2 separate regions of the Gossypium hirsutum genome follow, and region 2 is linked to region 1. A link is a contact called in public Hi-C data. All regions are on one chromosome and are shown on one strand. Each heading gives the region's core, a stretch centred on a gene start, on an enhancer-like site or on the middle of the called end of the contact. The rest is flanking DNA. Distances are from core to core; before and after follow the strand shown.

Region 1 (3,539 bases), core at 574-3,073:
ATTTATTTATTTATTATATATGTATTATAATGTTCAGACATAAAATAAAGAATAGTTAGTATAAATTTAAACTTTAAATTAGAAAAAAATAAATAAAAACTTTTACAAAAAAATAAAAACTTCTTCAAAATAAGTGAAAATTTCTCTTCTTTTTATTAAAAGTAAATTAGGAAAGTAATTAAATATTATCAATTAAATTAATTTATTGCTAACACATATATTAAAAAAATAATATTTGTATCAAACCTACCATTGTTTAACAACAATAACAACTGTGAATTGCCTCAACTATCACCAAAAGTCATTTACTTCAACAGTTATCATAATGTAAAAATATTTTCTATTATTATTATTTGAAATAATAAATGGAGGTTTGAAGTCCTTTTAATCACAATATCTAAAATCTCCAGTATTGACATTCAATTATTTTAAAATTATATGTTTCTTTAAAACATGCATTTGGATTGAATGAAATAGAAACTTGTACAGATTAGAAAGTCACCCATACTTTTTTTATTTTATTTTATTTATTAATAACCTTGTTTACCACATGTGTTATTTGAAGCTGATTTCTCAATAAATTTGTTTTTTAATGATAAATTTTATTCATACCTATCTAATTATATATTTATATATATATTTATTAGCTATAGAAATAAAAAAAACTTTCATTTTAAGCATTCGCTGTATTTAAAATTACAAATAGTAAATTAATATGACATTTGAAAAAAACAGGTATAATAATAAATTAAACTCTCAATTTTTATATATTATATCAATTTAACCATAATTTTAAAAAATAACTCTCAAAATTTATAAATAATCCTAATTTAATCTTAAATTTAAATATATATATATATAAATAAATAAATATTTAAAATATATATACTAATAAATTTAAATTTAAATTTTATATTAATATTAATATTAAATAAATTTAATTATATTATATTAAATAAAATAAAAATCCCCCACCCTTGTCCCTCTTCCATCCACCACCGTACTTCAACATCCATCTTTCCATGCAAACTTCAAATGCCATCGTCCTGCAAATTTCAACCTCCCATTATACGTTTTAGCCATTTCTTGGTGACAAGGCAAAAAAACTCAGATTCCAAGGAACCAAAAACTGCAACAACAGGGCATCGATCTTAGGTTGCTAAAAACAGACGCTGGTCGTGTGTTGCAGTGTTGGATCAGGACCTTCAGATCCTGCTTCCTGGTTAGTCTCATCTACCATTATATTATTTTCCCCGTTTATTTTACAAATAAACAAGGAAAGAAGTGATGTATTTGAGAATGAGTTTTTGAGCAGGAAACTTTGGGTTGTGGGAATTGTGATGACTATCATCCTACCCTTTTAGAGGAGGAATGCATTGTTAAAAAATATAATCAAAGATCGGTGGTGGGGGTGGGGGGTTTATTTTCTTTAATATTAATATTAATATTAATACAAAATTTAAATTTATTATTATATTTTTAAAAATATTTATGTATTTTTATTTTTTTAAAATTTTTTTTAGAATCATGTCAAAATCAATAAATAATATATATTGCATGAATCACGTTATTTTTTGTTGTCATATTCTTCTAATTTATTTTAAAGAAAAAGAGCAAGCAAGCAGGCAGGGCAGTGACAGTAATAGTAATGCCATAAAAGTAATAAGAAGAGTGGCAATGTCTGCCAGTGTGTCTGAAGAAACAAATGGATTGAAAATGTAAACAGTGTGGATTCTTGTAAGGTTTGGGTAGGTTTTGAGGGTCCCTAAGAATTAATGGTTTTTAAATTTGGATTTCTCTTACAATCATTTATGTTTACAGTTAGTTGCCTTTCACCAGCAACACCAAACAACGTTTTCATCAATGCTTCAAAGGTTACTTCTCTTTCTTTTCTTTTACTAAGTTTAATGAAGAAATTCAGATCCATTTTACTACTTTAAGACAAAAGTTTGTCTGGTTATAGCAGCATATATAGTTGTTGACGATGATGATTATCAAAGCTGATATTTGATATTTGACTCTTGAATGAACTCAAAAGCCATTTGTTCCCTTGTTCTTTCGACTTACTTGCACACGTTTTTTTTCTCCTTTCTCTAATTATTTTAGTGGTTGTGCATGTGAAGAAGAGAAGTTAGAAATTTTATAAAGTTAAATTTATAATTTTATAATTTTTAGAGGGATGAAAATGAAAATTTATTATTTTTTAAGACGGGGACGCTGCTTGCCTCACTTGTGCATACGAATATATATACGTGTATATAATGCCGTTATGGAATTAGGTTTGAATTTCGTACCTTTACGTGCACAAAATATTGGAATTTGACTGTTGGTTGGATGTTTTCTTGACCCTTTTGGCCTCAGCTCTGCTCAGCTCTTATTGAAACCCAATCAAGCTCTTTAATTTCTGGGTAATTCTTGAATTTGTAGAATCAGAAGAACTTGATGAAAGCTTTTACTTGATTCATTTTCTGTTACGAGATTCATATAATTACAAAAATATTATGGTTTTCAGCAATAGGAAAGGATCCTCGTGGGGGAATTATATTATAATTTATATGCACTGGTTCATTTGTTTATTCCAATGTACTTGCTGTTAGGTTTTCTATATAAAGTTGGTAGAAAATATAGTTTTTATTTTTCTTCTTAGGGAAATAAGGTATTATTTAGTTTTCAATGTACCCTTTTTTCTCCTGTTTCTGTATTGTGTTGTGTTGATGTTTGATACCATTTCAATGGCGATTTTGGATTTTAGTGTGAGGAAGAGAATTTGAAAGCTTGGTAGGGATGAATCAACCCAAAATTAAAGGAAGAGTGGGTAAATACCAAGTGGGAAGGACCATTGGAGAGGGAACCTTTGCTAAAGTGAAGTTCGCGAGAAATTCTGAGACTGGGGAACCGGTGGCACTTAAGATCCTTGATAAAGACAAGGTTCTCAAGCACAAAATGGCTGAACAGGTTCCTTTTTCTAACTCCCTTCTTTTCTTTGTTGAAGGGGAATTATCCCACCAAATTCTATCTATATTTCTTTCTTTTCTGCTTGTTTTTGCAGATTAAGCGGGAAATAGCAACAATGAAGCTGATAAAGCACCCAAATGTCATCCGTTTACACGAGGTTAGAAAATTAAGATTTTTTTAATTTTATATTATTGAGTTTTCAGAGGTCCAAAAATGAAAATTCTCCATTTAACTAAGAGCTAAAAAAGGAAAGATTTAATTTTTGGGAGGGCTAAAATGCAATTCTCCCGTTTTCTGTTTTGGCTGTAATATTTCAGCGAGGTCTTTTTTGTGTCACTTGTATTATTGTATTGTAGAACAGCATACAAGCAACAATCTTCAACATAATTTCCCAATTTTTTGTTTATATATAAAATTGCATGTATAGGTGATGGCAAGCAAGACAAAGATATTTATAGTTTTGGAGTTCGTCACCGGGGGAGAGCTCTTTGATAAAATTGTGAGTTGTTGAAGTTTTGTTTATTTGCATTATAGGTCACTTAATTTAGCTTTAATTTTCATGTAAATAAAAAATATTTAGTTTC
Region 2 (3,539 bases), core at 488-2,987, 150 kb after region 1:
TGGCTGATGTTGGATGTAGCACTTGAAGTAACAGATTGTGCGAGTTTGATTTTCTATGGTGCTCAGTTCACGAGAGAACATGATGCTCACAGACCAAATTGATTGCAAACATTCATATCAGCGGTGTAAGTCTTACTATTTTAGTGACATTAATTGCACCTCAATTCGACAATGAGAGTTTTATCTTAGCTTTTGCGATTAGATGAAAAAGCGTTTTTTATTGTAAAAGTATAGTGTTTTTCATTGTTTCTACAATAAAAAAACATATTTATTTCAGGTCTTTTTCCACCGTAATGAAAAACAGTTTTATAGGTTGAAAAGTACTTTTGAAGTTAGACTTTGATTTCAAATTAAAGAAAAAAATTGATAATAAGCCATTTTTAAAACCAAATTATTTTAAACTCAAGTCAAATTTTTAGTTTTTGGTTTTTGAAAATTTGTTTTTTGAATTTATTTTTTTCATCTCTCATTAAATATTTTATTTTATAACATAATGTCTAAAATTATCATTTTATTTTTTTAAAAGTACTTCTTGACAATAATAGTAAATACTATCAAAAAGTTTAAAAGTATATTTTAATTTCTTTTTACAATTTTTTTTACAGTATTTTTTATGCGTAGCGAAACTAATTAAACATTTGAGTAAGGCAAGTGTACCTATCAATTAATAGTATAATTACGGTGATTAAATATATCGTCTTCACGAAGACTAAAAATACTAATATTACCGTCTTTTTATTATTTAACTGAATAATTCAATTAATTAATTAAAATTAAAATTAACTAATTTAATTAACTAACGAACACAACAAAATACAAAATACAAAAATAATCAATTAACAATCAATAAGTAAAATAATATCTAAGAAAAAATTCACCTACATTTCATCTGTCACTATTAACCTAAATTACGCAATTTATTTACTTAATATTTTGATCAGTAAAAATATTTAAATTATGCAAATATCTCTTTCGGCCATCAGATCAAATGGCTCTAGGTTGATTAATTGAATTTTTAATTAAAACCCTTATTATCGCATTAACTCGTGCTATGAATTTTCCTCTTAGATTTGACTCAAATTCAGTAAATTTATGTCGACTTATTTCTAAAATTACATGCAACTTTATTCAACTATGTAAGATTCATAAGTTTTTACCCAAATAATATAAAAAAATAAATATTTACTGATATAGAATAGGTTGATCATTATTTAAAAAACTATGCAAAAGGAACAGTGGATCACTCGTGTGGCTTGAGCATTCATCGGCACCACCCTCAATTGCTTGTAATAATTAGTGAAATGATTTTTTTTTAAAAAAATTTTTATGGTGCTGCTTGAGCAATTAGCAGCACCTGTATCATGTACCTAAAAATATACTAATATTTTATACTGTCAGTTTGAAAAATATATTTTTTAATGGTATCGTCGATGTGTCAAGCAGCACTGGAATAAATTAATAATTATTTTTTAAATTAAAAAAAAAGCCAAAATAAGAGCCTATATATTTTTTGAATTTGCAACTATGGGTAACATGGAGATTTTTTTTTTTTTTAACATAATCTTAACCTCCATAAAATAAGTAGTGATGACAAATAAAGCACTAATCACAAGTTAGACCTCGAGCCCCTCATTACACTGCCCGAGACAAATAAAAGAAAGGAAAAATTGCAAGCAATAGGAAATGAAAAGATATAGCAGAAACAAAACAAACACAAGCCCAATCATTGCTTCCCTTCAAACCCGATGAAAACCCAGCCGTAAGACTCCCTCCGGTCTATCCCTACAACTCTGGTACATGAACAACCCATTAGCAACAAAGAGAGAAATTTTTTTTTGAATTTAAAAAAAATAATTATTAATTTATTTTAGTGTCACATGGCATATCGATGATGTTATTAAAAAATATTTTTTCAGTATGACAGTATAAAATATTATAGTATTTTTTACGTGATATTGGTGTTACTAATTAATCAGATGACACTATAAAAAAATTACTTTTTTAAAAATAAGTAACCATTTCACTAATCATTGCTGGCAATTAAGGGTGATGCCGCCGATTATTCAGGTAGCACCGTTGATTCATTGTTCCTTTTGCCTAGTTTTGAATAATAATTAGATTATCTCATATAAGTAAATATATATTTTTTATAATATTTGGGTAAAAAAACCCCAAGATTTGTTTTTAAATATGATCTATTCAACCATCGATTTAAGCACATCAAACATAGATCAATAATTTAAAAATATCAAATCAAGAATTAAGAACATATAATAGAGAATAAGAAAATGAATATTTATTGCGTAAAATAAAAATTAAATGATAGAATCTATCATAAGATTCATTTAATGTTTGAAAAAAAAATCTAAAATACAGTATAATTGAAAGAAATAAAAAAAATTCATGATAACTTCTTAAAAAACCAAATGAAAATCCTCAATCTTGACAAAAATTTGCTCCAAAGTCAGTTTCAATAGTGTTTTTTGAGTTATTTTTTTGAATATTCCGTGACGGTTCACTCTTATCTTCTTATTTTTATCATCTATACGTCATAAAATATTTAAAAAATCTACAAATTGTGATTTTCTACAGATTGGTGCGTAATTCTATGAAATCGATACTGCCTACCATACGGCTATGTGGGTCACATGCTCGTGTGAAATGGGCTCTTACAGCATTAAAATACGAATATAAATTATTAAGAGCATAAAATTCACAATTAACATCGAAGAATCATCTAAAAACGCATTAAAAATAAGGTTAAAACAGATGACATAGCATACTTAATAATGCATAGCACTATTTAATCTTACTCCCAACCAATACATACCAACTTCGCCAACACACCAAATAGGATTACTATGAACCCATCCAACTAAAACACCAAAATTTGTAGTCGTAAGCCATGAAATATGTAGACAAGCTGCTAGATATATACTGTGAAAATACTACCAGAAACAGATATCACAGGTTACCTGCCAAATCAGAGTTGCGGGAAAACCGCCAGAATTGTAGATCACAATCTGCCAAAACTTCCTCCAAGTAAACATATCCCAAATCTCAATGCACATGCAAATGGCCTAACATACTAATTATACTCAAATCATACATATCCATATGCATATTAAACAGATCGGTAACATGCTAATAGTACATATAGTTTAACAATTCAGAAACAAGTTATTGGCAAATTCGGCCCTTGCAAATAAAACAAGCAGGTATCACTTTCAGCAACACATTGAAACATACATGCGATCAGCTAACTCAAATCAAGCATACTCACCTTCAATCACGACACCCAACTTACCTACTTGGATTCAGCCATAACCGAAACACACCCATAGCCAATCGACTAACACCAAATTTAACAATTAAGGGAATACTTACTTTCAGCCACCACCAGAAAAAAAAATTCAGTCACAACCGAACGAGTTTAATTAAAACACCGCAACATTTGATTAACTTCTCTCACAAATCAAGTAGGGTTAAAACATACACCTAATTGTTTTCGAGGTGTTGGCACTACAACAACAATCCGC

What was found. A called contact is a pair of places that touch in the nucleus more often than the background predicts.
Region 2: a Hi-C map of leaf shows a contact between it and region 1, with 2.1 times the contacts expected there. The contact joins the enhancer-like site here to the promoter of LOC107889262 in region 1. A contact is called at or near these places in 7 of 34 Hi-C or Micro-C datasets (callus, hypocotyl, leaf and 1 more).

Annotation. Positions count from the first base shown.
Region 1 is chrA09:67,795,600-67,799,138 of Gossypium_hirsutum_v2.1, forward strand. LOC107889262 (CBL-interacting protein kinase 32) reads left to right here and starts at 1,824. Exons shown (of 14, transcript XM_016813627.2): 1 at 1,824-1,874; 2 at 2,753-2,955; 3 at 3,050-3,112; 4 at 3,383-3,454. The coding sequence starts at 2,785.
Region 2 is chrA09:67,942,929-67,946,467 of Gossypium_hirsutum_v2.1, forward strand. It overlaps LOC107889266 (transcription factor GAMYB), which reads left to right. Exons shown (of 4, transcript XM_041076506.1): 4 at 1-276. Among protein-coding and RNA genes, the nearest start is that of LOC107889267, 11 kb to the right of the region's middle. Within about 2 kb of position 1,738, at least 2 of the 9 cell types and tissues checked have an H3K27ac peak or open chromatin away from gene starts, as enhancers often do. A contact at or near this core is called in hypocotyl and leaf, where this site is marked.